Regions from separate parts of the Mus musculus genome. Here regions 1 and 3 are each linked to region 2. Evidence: chromatin contacts called from public HiChIP or PLAC-seq and promoter capture Hi-C data. All regions are on one chromosome and are shown on one strand. Each heading gives the region's core, a stretch centred on a gene start, on an enhancer-like site or on the middle of the called end of the contact. The rest is flanking DNA. Distances are from core to core; before and after follow the strand shown. Region 1 holds the start of Tpmt (thiopurine methyltransferase). Region 2 overlaps Nup153 (nucleoporin 153). Region 3 overlaps Kdm1b (lysine (K)-specific demethylase 1B).

The links. HiChIP or PLAC-seq counts read pairs in DNA pulled down with a chosen protein or histone mark. Capture Hi-C pulls out chosen DNA fragments and counts their contacts.
Region 1: a contact with region 2 is called in an H3K4me3 HiChIP or PLAC-seq map of embryonic stem cells, with 10 read pairs. The contact joins the promoter of Tpmt here to the enhancer-like site in region 2. A contact is called at or near these places in 3 of 39 promoter capture datasets (embryonic stem cells and hippocampal neurons), 9 of 115 datasets of contacts at active chromatin or transcription factors (embryonic forebrain, embryonic stem cells, forebrain and 1 more) and 3 of 9 other capture datasets (adipose tissue, liver and pancreatic islet).
Region 3: a contact with region 2 is called in a promoter capture Hi-C map of liver, with 2.8 times the contacts expected there. The contact joins two enhancer-like sites. A contact is called at or near these places in 18 of 484 Hi-C or Micro-C datasets (LSK cells, cranial neural crest, embryonic fibroblasts and 10 more), 4 of 115 datasets of contacts at active chromatin or transcription factors (all in embryonic stem cells) and 4 of 9 other capture datasets (adipose tissue, embryonic stem cells, liver and 1 more).

What each region holds. Positions count from the first base shown.
Region 1 is chr13:47,041,588-47,045,791 of GRCm38.p6, reverse strand. It overlaps Tpmt (thiopurine methyltransferase), which reads left to right and starts at 2,575. Exons shown (of 9, transcript NM_016785.2): 1 at 2,575-2,688. Kdm1b (lysine (K)-specific demethylase 1B) reads right to left here and starts at 2,293. Exons shown (of 21, transcript NM_172262.3): 1 at 2,122-2,293.
Region 2 is chr13:46,693,486-46,697,232 of GRCm38.p6, reverse strand. Nup153 (nucleoporin 153) reads left to right here. Exons shown (of 22, transcript NM_175749.2): 15 at 465-587; 16 at 3,116-3,721. Among named protein-coding and RNA genes, the nearest start is that of Fam8a1, 26 kb to the right of the region's middle. Within about 2 kb of position 2,057, at least 23 of the 459 cell types and tissues checked have an H3K27ac peak or open chromatin away from gene starts, as enhancers often do. A contact at or near this core is called in embryonic stem cells and liver, where this site is marked.
Region 3 is chr13:47,075,671-47,079,657 of GRCm38.p6, reverse strand. It overlaps Kdm1b (lysine (K)-specific demethylase 1B), which reads right to left. Exons shown (of 21, transcript NM_172262.3): 17 at 2,159-2,275; 18 at 1,265-1,390; 19 at 359-475. Among named protein-coding and RNA genes, the nearest start is that of Dek, 29 kb to the left of the region's middle. Within about 2 kb of position 1,792, at least 3 of the 459 cell types and tissues checked have an H3K27ac peak or open chromatin away from gene starts, as enhancers often do. A contact at or near this core is called in liver, where this site is marked.

The DNA.
Region 1 (4,204 bases), core at 1,326-3,825, 350 kb before region 2:
TAGAGCGAAGGGAAAACAATGTGAGTTGCGAGTTTGCAAACTAGTGTGTTTTAAAACATGCTCCTAGAAATAAAGTATTATTGTAACAAGCACAGTGAACCCTTCCCTACCTACCTGGTTTTCTTGTTAGCACGGGGATTTTACGTGGATCCCTGGCCACTCCAGCTGTTGGCAATCTTCCTGCCTGTGTCAAGAATGCTGGGATTGCAGGTGGAAGCCCTGCCTCTGGCTGCTCCCTCCCACCTGGTTCTTCAGTGAAGACACCTAACTGACTAGAGTTTCGTGGTCCAAGTTTTATAAGTCTATTTCTTCCTAATTTTAAATGAAGAGTTTTAGTTTTCTTTTGGTTAAAAAAAAGTGTTAAAAGTGAATATACATGCAAATATGTCAGTATTTAGAATTATGTTTAAATAACTCCCAGGTGTTCTGAACGTAGTTTATTGAAGAGTTTAAACACCAACACATAAAATTCATAAAAACTGGAGTTCAAAAGAATCGAAAATAAGAGTAAAAATTTACGGTGGAGGCAGCATTACTTGTAAGAACAGGACAAACTACTAGAAACTTCTCTGTTAATGAAAGAAACTGAAATCTCCATGGGTCATTTAAAATAGGCAAGCTGAGTGCGTCATATTCCCAAGATAAACTGAGTTACGGAAATACAGACCCAGTGCTATAATTTAATATTCAACACCCAACCCAATAATTCAATTCTTAATTCCCTATTGCCCTGCGTCTTTTCTCAACTGTTCCCCGTGTGGAAGACAATTATTGACGAGAGAATTTTCTCACATACCCTCTGAAGAAAACCTCCGAAAGGATTCCACAATATATTGTGTAAGCATTCAAAGCAGATGTGGTTGGTGGCTTTGTATTTGCTGCAGAAAGGCTGGGGCAGAAGGATTGCTTTGAGTTGGGAGGCTGAAGACTAACCAACGCTTTTTGAGCTGTGCCTGGGTTAAGAAAGGGATTCCCCACACCTGGCGTGGTCTGCTGCTTGCTCGAGAACTTGGGCCTCGGTGGCTGGGTTCCAGATCACTCAACCCCAACTTTCTGCAGCTGGGCCTGCTTCTCTTACAGGCCAGCTGCGCCGACTATCAGCCATATGGACCGGGACCTGGTGGTGTGCAATCCCAAGGAAGGCTTGCTTGAGCCCTCATCAGCGGCCCTCGCGGCAGATGCCCAAGGTATCCGCTACACCAGCGAACCTGACGGCGCCTCGCTGCCCAAGGTGGGGATCGCAACCTGGGATCCCTCCTCCTGGCCGCGGTGCTCCCACTGCCCCACACAGGAGCCCAGCGTGGGGTTTCTCCTCACCACCACAGAGCGGGAAGGGAAGCCTGGGCCCCTCCTACCAAGCTTTGGGGATTCCCGACCACCCTGAGTGGGGAAGGCAGTCTGGTGTCCCCCCTCCTGGCTGCGGGGTTTCCACGTCCCTGGTGGGAGCACAGTATAGGGTCCCTCCTTTTGGCTACGGGGTTCCCTGGTCCGCAAGTGGGACCGCAGCCTAGGGTCTCTCTTCGCGACTGGCGGGGGGTGGTTTCCACGGCCCCGAGTGGGAGCCCAGAGTGGGGTTCCCTCCTTTGGGCTAAGAGATTCCTACAGTGGGGTAACTCCTCTACGTTAAGGGGCTCCTACAGCTCCGGGTGGGAGCAGAGAAAGGGGTCCTGCCTCCATGTAGATGGGTTCCCTACAGCGCTGGGTGGAATCCCAGAGTAAGACCCCTCCTCCAGGCTGCGGGGTTCCCATAGCCCAGAGTGGAAATCCAGACTGGGGTCCTGTCCACCCGGTCCGCAGCTGGTGCCGGCGCCAGAGTGCCAGGTGCAGCCGCCGCCCAACTCACCTCCGCCCGGCCGAGGCGCAAGCAGCTCCCTGCAGGGTTCCAAGAGAGCGACGAGTGGGAAAGCCCGCGGCGCCGCAACCCCGCAGCCCAGCGCGGGAAGCCCCGGCTTGCACAGGGTCCCCCACGCCACCCCTTCCAAACGCGGGACGCCGGGGAGCCCCGGGGAACGCGCGCGCCTCCAGACCAGGCTCAACACACAGCCGGCCGCTTTGTGCGGAGCTGTCACCCGAAGCCCGCCGCCACCCCCAAGCGCGCCCGCGTGAGGCTCGAGTCCCTACCTCAGAGCGCTGGCCAGGGGGCGAATGCTGCCCTGGGCTGCACCGGGCTGCACCGGACGGCCTGATCCGCACTGCCAGCTGCAGCAGCTCGGCCGCCGCCGCTTCCGCCCCTATCACGCCGTGACCCGGAGTGGGAGGAGCGCACAGGCCCAGGGAGCAGGAGGGTCCCGGCGCTCGCCCCGCCCCGATGATTTCCGCCACTGCGCAATCTCGGCAGCTGCTAAGGGCGGGGCCCTACGCGTTCTGGGCGGAGACCTTGCTTCGGGGCGGGGCTTAGGTTTGAAGGTGGGGCCTGGGCGGCCTGGGTGGGGTCACAGGGTCCTGGGAGGGGCCTGCGCGCCCTGGGCGTGGTCTGCACGCTGGGCGGAGCCTGCGTGTCCTGGGCAGAGTTCTCACGCCCCGGGCAGGGCCTATAGGACCGGAGCCTGGATAATCTTTTCCGGGGTGGGATCAGACCACATTGGGCGGGGCCTTCGCCCCTGGGGCGGGGCCTGTGAGTCCTTGCACAGCTCCCGGCTTACAAAGGCGGGCTAGTGTCTGAGAGGTAAGCAGCTAGCTGCAGCCAAGGTAAGTAAGTTCTCAACCGGTAGTAAAGGCGGTCATCTGCTAAGACTGTGTGAGCCTGTTACAGCGTTTTTTCAGAATGGGGCTCCCGAAAAGCATGGATGACCCAGCTACTTGAGTCCCGAAAAGGGGTTCCGATAACCGCAGCAAAAACTGGGAATAAATGATCAGACTAGAAATGCTTTGAGTCCGATGTATTAAGTAGCCCCTTGCTTAGTGGTGTGTTTCAGATAACAATGTCCACGTGTAAAATACTGAGCCATCCTGGAGATTTGTGGACTTCAGTGAAGTTAGCTTTTCAGTTTAATGAAATTCAAAAATAAAACTAAAGCAGAACCCAAGCATTGTTGTGTACGAGGAAGCTGAGGCAGGAGGATCAGGGCGAGCTAGAGGTCAGCCTGTACTATATAGTGAGTTCTAGATAGACCCTCTGTTAAAAATGAAAAAAAAAAATCCTAGGCAGAAAAAGATGTTTTTTAGGTAGGCATATTGGACGTAAACGTTTGTTAGTGGGAGTTATTGCGGATCTGTCTTTTCTCAACCTTGTACTTTGCACCTTTATTGTTTTTAGAATTTTTTTTTTTCTCAAAAAATGATCAGTGAGCACCACTCTGAGGCGCTGTTACAACAGCTAAGTGGTTGTGTTTAACAGCCCCAGCTTCGGTGAGGTAGAGCTGGGTGGGCTAAAGATCTTTCTTCTGTGTTCAGGAGAGCCCTTGTTTCTGTAGGGCACCTTTGGGCATCACAGCTTCTGATAGAGAGTGGAGATGGGAGGAGAGCGATTCTCTTGCTTTTCTGTATCCACAATAATCCCATACTTCCCTCCGACCTCTCAGAATGCTGGACTCTGCCCCCTGACATGAGCATCAGGGAAAAGCCTTTTGTTAGCAAATACTTGGCTGTGAAGTGCATTTCCGTTCCCAGAGTTGATGGGGATGGTCCTTCTTTAATCCTAAGCACAGAAGCTAAATCATGCAACAACAGGACATTTCCTTACATTACTGCCTTTGTGACATGTTTGCTGGTTCACAGATTCAAGACATATGATCACCAATGATTTAAAGGGCAGGTTGGAACTGTGGAATTTTTTTTTAGTTTTTTTTTTTTTTTCCTTATATGAACGAATGTCTTGCCTGTATTGGATCCACTGCAACGGGGTTACAGACAGCCACGAGACACCTTGTGGTTTCTGGGAATTGCACTGGGTTCTTTTCAAGAACAACAAGTACTCTTAACTACTGCTGGGATTGAAGGCATGCTGCCATTCATATCTTATTTGTTTTTGAGAGAGTCCTGCTACGTAGCCCTGGATGGCCTGGAATCTACTATATAGATCATGTCGGCCTGGAATTTGCAATAACCCTCTTGCCTCTATCTCCCAAGTACTGGGGGCATGTGACGACTCTCCTGTCTTTAATGCTGATATGTGTTTTTAAAGCTATTGCCCTAGGTAGAGGGTTTTGTAGCGTTCATTAATAGAATCACAATGTTCCTGAATGACATCATTGTAGATGTCTTT
Region 2 (3,747 bases), core at 808-3,307:
GCTATTTAAGGTCACAGTCTATTATGTCCATATAGCTCCTCTGAACTCAGTGTAAAATGGAGTCCTTTTGCAGCAGGGTTTCTCTTCTCTGCTGACTTTACTGATGAGCCAGACCCCGCCACAGCCTCTACCTGAGGATGTCACATAGTTCTTGGTAAACCAACAATTCAACTTCCCCTTTCCTCATAAGAACCTGCCCAGCAAGTACTGAGATTCCTGGAATGCCTCTCAATGCAAACCTGGCATTCACTGAGAGAGAAAGGTGAACAGGAAGCCACACTCATTGGCTGACAGTTGTTGACTCAGTTCCCTATTTTCTGTGGGGGTTGGAGAAGGAATGCACAATGTAAGAGTGTTTTTATCTTTTGCAGTGGCAGATTAACTGCGCTTTGTTACTTGTCCATTATTTTAGAGTTTTAGAAACTGATCAAAAAGTTATCTCTTTTATAATTTAAAAATTACAGCCCAAGATATCACTGCAGTGAATAGTTCAAGCTATAAGAAGCGAAGTGCTCCTTGTGAGGACCCCTTTACACCTGCAAAGATCCTGAGAGAAGGAAGTGTTCTAGACATTCTGAAAACACCTGGTAAGTGAACAGCTGCCCTTGTGATAGTGAAAGCTTCTATTGTAAACTCATGTAGTCATAAATGTTGCTACAATATACATTTAAATATGCAAATAAATACAAACGGGAAAGTGACTCTTGAATGTAGATATAATGTGATATAAATTCTTTTATGAGAGCTATCTTAGAAATCTTCATTTCTTTGTCATTCAAGGATTGCATTAATTGACAAATCTATCTCAAGAGGTGAATATAGAACATGATTCACTTTTACTGTCTTTTATTGTCATGCCTTTCACTGATAGGATCATTGAACTACCACCATCTCACATTTTCCTCCAGTTTTAATATGTACCACTAGGCTAAGTTAGCTTAAGTGTAGCATATTTGAAGGATAGTAGTGCAGTATTTGTCTTATTTATTTATTTATTTATTTATTTATTTATTTATTTATTTATTTAAATTAGGGTGGTGGTGGTCAGGTGTTCTGTGTAGCCTTAGTCTTCCTGGAGTTTGCTATCTAAACAGGCTGACTTTGAACTCATCCTGCCTCTGCCCCCTGAGCATTAAAGGTGTGTGTCACCACCACTCAGCATGATCAAAGTTTTTTATGTACTCAGGTGTAGTATACTTTGACACATCTCTTAAAAAATCTGTAATAATCCGGTTAGAGTAACATGTAACAAACTTGAAGAGGATGACTAGAAATTAAGTAGGGATACATTTTCAATTTGAATCAGAAGAGAATGTTCATAGTTTGAATTATAATGAATAGTTTGAATTATAATGAATAGTTCTGAATATCAAGTTGTTTATAAGCTAACCTAATAGACCTCATAGCAGATTTACTCAGCAGATGTGTTCAGTATACACTGGGTTAAGGTTTAAAATATAACCTTATTGGCTTCTTTAACAAGGTCCAAAGGGTTAGGTGGTTTGGTCTTAGTTTCTTCCCTTTAGAGATAGTAAGTACATGCTGCTTACACAGGAGCTGTAACTAAACTCCAAAGTACATGGACTAGAATTACCAATTAGCAGGTGGGGCCATTCATTTATTTGGAGACAGGGTTTCTCTTTTAACTTTGACTGTCCTGGGATTCACTCTGTAGAATCCCGCCTCTGCCTCCCAAGTACCACCTCCCAGCAATCTTGTTAACTTTAAACAGAAAAAAAAATAGACTTCATTTGCATGGAATTTGGAAAATCTGACAATGGAAGGAAAAGAACCCTTCAGTGGCTCCCAGGGAACATTGCTTTTGGGATTATGCCAGCCTGACTGATAGGGAACTGCTAATAATCATGAGCAGCATATGAAAGCTCATGGCTTGTTGTCCCTTTAAGCTAAAAGTAATTCACTGAATTCTTTGATTTATTATTATTTCTTATTTTTTGAATAAAGGTTCTAACTGTAACCCTGGCTGGCCTGGAAGCTCAGTGTTATGTTAATTAAGCAGTTCTTAAACAATGGTCTGCCTGTTTTGCCTCCTGAGTGTTAGGATTAAAGGAGTGCCCTCCTATGCCTAGCTGGAAAATATATTGACAACACCAGAAAGACTATACCAGTTTCTTTTCTGTGGTACTAAAGGCTGGAGAACCAGATTCCTGATGGTGTTGGTGTATATTATATGGAATGTAGCTTGTTTCAAATAAAGACGTTTCCTAGGCATTGAGTCAGTAGTACATTGAGTTTAATTAGACTCCCTACTTCCACACCATAGTTCCATGTGAATATTTTTGTTAAAATAAACCTTCAGTTTTTACAAAATTCGAGAAGTACTCCAAAGTGTGGTATTGATGACAGATGTATTTGACTTGGGTTTTTGTCACTAAAATTCCTCCTTTGTGAGGACAGACAGGGTCTTTATTTTTTGACAGACAGGGTCTTAATCACTTAGTTTTTAGGCATGTCTAGAGGGTTTGCCACATTTTTGTTGGGAATTTATTATCAAACTATGCAGTTTTAAAGCTTACTAATTAAAGCTAATCCTTGATCTAGGCTTAGGTGGTATACACTTAAGAGATTGAGGCAAGTGGTGATGAACTCAAGGTTGACCTCAGCTAGCTAGTAAATATCCAATCCTGGAGAGATGGCGGAGATATACATCAAACAATTAATGCCTGTTTTACACTGGCCTTCAGCCAGACTTAATGTAGAAGATAACAGTGGATTTTGACTAGGCAGTACTTAATGATCATAGATATTAAAGTCATTTGACATAGCAGTGGGAATACCTGGAAGAGAGAATGGATGAGGAGGAAGACATGAGTATTAAGCTCATTGTGTAGGGAGGCAGAATAAAGTGTGGATTAGCAGTGGTGTCTGACAGTAAATTAGAGAAAGGGATGTGTTATGTGAAGATGACCTGTTTCTATATTTATAGAATTTTAATTGTATAGGTTAATTTTAAAAGAACATTAACCATTCTCAGATTGTATTAACCCTTGATAATAATGTAAACCCCCACCCCACCCCATAATGTTGTAGTTAATGATTTGATTAGCTTCACTTCTTTGTTTTAAAGGAACATTCTTTTCTTTCTTCACTGTAGGTTTCGCATCACCAAAGGTTGATTCTCCTGCTCTTCAACCCACTACCACAAGCTCAATAGTTTATACAAGACCAGCAATAAGTACTTTTTCTTCTAGTGGAATTGAGTATGGAGAAAGTTTAAAAGCTGGATCATCATGGCAGTGTGACACATGTCTCCTCCAGAACAAAGTCACAGACAATAAGTGTATAGCCTGCCAAGCAGCAAAACTGCCCCTGAAAGAAACTGCTAAACAGACTGGGACTGGGACACCAAGCAAAAGTGACAAACCAGCCTCTACATCAGGGACAGGCTTTGGAGATAAATTTAAACCAGCAATAGGAACTTGGGATTGTGATACCTGTTTAGTGCAAAATAAGCCCGAAGCAGTAAAATGTGTAGCCTGTGAGACACCTAAGCCTGGCACTGGTGTGAAGCGAGCCCTTACATTGACAGTGGCTTCAGAAAGTCCTGTGACTGCTTCCTCTTCTACCACTGTGACAACTGGTACACTAGGATTTGGAGATAAATTCAAAAGGCCTGTGGGCTCTTGGGAGTGTCCAGTCTGCTGTGTTTGTAATAAGGCAGAAGACAACAGATGTGTTTCCTGTACATCTGAGAAACCAGGTACGTTTTATGTCTATATGAAATAG
Region 3 (3,987 bases), core at 543-3,042, 380 kb before region 2:
CCCTCAAAGACCCAAGTTCAAGTACTAACCCATCAGAATGGGCCTTGGAGACGTGAGTCTTTAATGGGTAACTGAATTACAGTGGGGATGGTAGAGAAGGCCTAATTCAGTGTGACCATGCATGTCTTTAGAATACAGAAGGAAAAGCATTCAAGGATATCGATTATCTACAACAGGACTCCAACAGAGACCAACTCTAGACACCTTGAGTTGGCAGAACTAAGTCTCAGCACCTGTGCGGTGGCATTTGGCTGTGGCCTGATACTAAGGTGGAGAAAGGGAAACTTTAAGGAGGAACGATGTGGCCTCCTGCCTTGACCCCTCTGTGTTCCCCAATGCAGATGGCTTCCAGTCTCACCTGCTCCTTGAACAGCTCCCGAAGGATGCCCATGCACTGCTGCAGCACCTGCTTGTCATCCATGGTCCTGAGGGACGCCACTGCCTCCCCTGTGATCACCGACATCAGCACACTCTGCTGCTTTTGCAAGCACACAGGGAAAAGCACAGGACACTTGCTCTAAATGCCCAGTTCCACAGACAAGGGCCTCATTCTCCTAAGCTCATTTCACTCCATTCCACTGTTCTTTCTCTTCACTTCTGTCCCCATCAGTTCTCCGCATGCACACTACTTACCCTCCCACACACTCTACCGCCCCCTTCTGGAAAGAAGAAAACACTCATGAAATAACATGTCAGATTCAAGGTTCCCTCCCTTGGCTATTTATGAAATTGGGTAAGAAGCAACAGAAAGATGGAGAAAAATCTGCAGGGATAATTAAACCTTCCCATCGCTTCCATGTGAGACCCCCCTTAAGTCATTTCCCCAACGTGAGGAAGAGCAGGAAATAGCGGCCAAGTTCCTCTGTTGGCGGCACAGCTGCAGGGCAGCTTCTCATGGCTTTGTACTCCTGGGGCTCCTCCACCTCTCTCACACAGCTACCTCCCATCAGTCCGCACCTGAACCTCCTGTATCCAGCCTTCTAGCTCAGTAGAGACAATAGTTAAGAAGTCTGGTCCACTCTTGCTGACCGTACCTGAGCAATTCACTTTCAACCTGAACTAAGGTTTCTGGAGCACTGAGTCATACCCCAGGACAGAACTGGTACTTCTGAGAAAGCCAGGCAAGAACTAGGACTCCTCCGTAGGAAATGCCCCAGTCAAGGCACTGTCCCTACATACCATGAATTGACACAATCTTCATTCCCTCCTGAGCATGGCACATAACACCCACCCCTAACCCTCAAACCACACCACAGAATTTTACCTGAGAGTCCATGTCATAGAATACAGCGAAGAGGCCTCGTTGGCTGGCACTGGGAGGAACATGGCCAAAAAAGTCAGCTCCTTGAACTTTACTGTCCCAAAATCTATATGGAAACTGCAAGGCAATCTGGAAAGTGAGCAGAGAAATGGCTAAGCACACTCTGTCAGTCACAGGCCATCTCTAAATGCAACCTACCCTGTGTGTCTACTCAAACAATCCCGCCTGCTTCAGAACTGCCCGTGCTTCCCACCTCAGCAGTTCTTGGAGCTTCTTACTTACCCACAAGTTCCATGCCACTAAAGAGGCTTTCCAATACCTATGGCATTGCTAAAGGAGACCACAAAGGCTAGAAGAACAAACCACTGGGCTCCCTGGGAGGGAGGACAGCCATGGAAGCAGAACAAACTAAGGGCCACCTTAGCAAAGCCAGACTCAGCTAAGCAGACTCATGCCCCTGCTGGGCACTACCGTGCTGATCATCTCAGCACTAGATAGGTGGAGGCAGGAAAACAAGGACTTCAAGTCTACCCCTAGGCTACATAGTCTGAAAGCAGTCTAGGGTCCATGAGGCCCTCTCTGAGGGTTAGAGAGAGCTGACTAGGAGGCTCCTAGAAGTCAAAACGGAATCTAGTTGGCTTTTTTTTTATCCAAATTACATCAGAATTTTTAAAAACTAGGGCTGAACTTTTTCTTAATATCTTTTTTCCCCATTTTTTTAATGGACTGAATTGGATATCTGACAGCTCATACATGTATAGAGTACACTCTGTTTTACACTCTGTTTTATTCTTGCTCCCCTTTGTTTGCCTAATTGTACAACAGGTCCTTATCCAAACAAAACTATCAGCCAGCACTGATCTCTGAACTCTGAGGCTAAGGGGAAACTTAGGTCACCTTTTCAATGATGCCTGCACCCAAGCTGTTGATGGCTTTCATCTTCTTTTCTGACAATGGTGGATTAAACTGGATGGCACCTCTCTGTAGTATGGCCAATGGCACAGTGACTAACACCTGTGGGAAACAATGAACAGGTAACACACACAGCAGCAGGAATTACCCACACTTCCCAGGGGCTCATACCAGCCCTGACTATCTATTTCTTCTCTGCTTGCAGTCGTAAAACCGTCAGCACTCCACTTCATGGTCTGCAATCTCTGAGGGACCACTCAGGATGTTCACTGCACAAGAGTGTCTGGGTACGTGGATGTTGGATCTACACAGGAATGCACATACAGACCCTTCCTGGTGGCTAATAAGAGTGCTGTGTCAGGAGGGTAGCAGACTTTAGCTCTAAAAAGCAGTGCTATGTATGGAAATGCCCAGCCAAGCAGGATGGTGAACATCTGTGATCCCGGCACTCCAGAGATGGAGACAAGATGATCCTGCCAGCCTGGACTACATTACAAGTTCTAGGTCAATCAGATATACAGTGAGATCTTGTCTGCCAAAACTGAAGACAGACAGGGAGGGAGGAGAGCCCGACATTCTCACAGCTTGTTCTGTCCTTTTCAAGACCATCCCTGTCAACGGCCTATAGCAGAAAGGAAATACCTGCCTTCACTAATCTCAGGCTCAGAGTAATACTTAAAACTAGGAGGCAACGATATGCTCCAAAACCGATTAAGCAAGTCACAAGTTACTGGGGTTATAGCTACAGAACCACATGCGAACCTTTAAAGCAGAAAGGGCTTTACTACAAGGGGTTCCAGGTGGTCCTAAAGGTCAAACTGAACTCTTTAAAGACTCGGCAGGGTGTGGCAGCACAGGCCTATAATACAAGCACTTAGATGGCTAAAACGACCTATGGGCACTGCGGGAAAAGGATCCATGAGGCCACCTAATAAAACCAAGCCATCAAGGAGAACTGTTGGGTCTCACCTTACTGTTCAGAAAGTTCTAGTTCTAGAACCATGGCTCAATCAAGAAGTTATTACTGCTAACTCATCACCAGAATCACCCCACATATACAAAGACTTGCACCAGCAGAACAGGTAACGCCTGCCTTGCCCCCGGGCTTCCTGGGATCTCTGCTACCCCTGCTACAGCACAAGCAGGGGCCTTGACCACTGTGCTGTGGGCAGAGGCAGCAGCAGAGGGGCAAAGTCAGGCGGGCTACACTTCCTAGACTCGTGTACAACTGCTTGGGAAAACCGCAGTGGCAAGGGAGCTCTGTGGGGAGAGGGAAGGAGGGAAATCTGTCTGTCTGCCTTTCAGTATCTCAGGACTAGATGACACAGAATGCAGGCGGAATGCAGCTCAACTCTAAAACGTCCTATCTGCTCTCGTCTTCAAGCACTTCCTCCATATGATTGGTTTAACCACCGATTCCGGAAGCAAAGCAAGCCCAGAGTTGTTCTGGGAATTTTGTCACTGTTTTCTGATGCCCCAAAGTCTCAAATTATAAAGCGTCTTCTCTCCTAAAGTTTACAGTTGTTCACATGTGGGCAGCATCCACGTGACCAAGGCAGTTGTTAGCAACAGCTGACTCAACTCCTAAGCAAGAAGTTAAACCTACAAGTCTCCCTAGCAAAGTACAAGCGCTTGAGTAAGCCACCAGTCCCGTGGTATAAACACACCCTGGTGGACAATGAGGCTCAGTCTCTGCAGAAGCAGCTGAGAGCAAGTTACAGTCTGTCACAGGTTTCTACCTCCCCACCTGGGCTGGAAAGCTTTCGCTCACATCTTGGAGAAGACGTCCAACACAAACTGTGATGAGTGCTAGC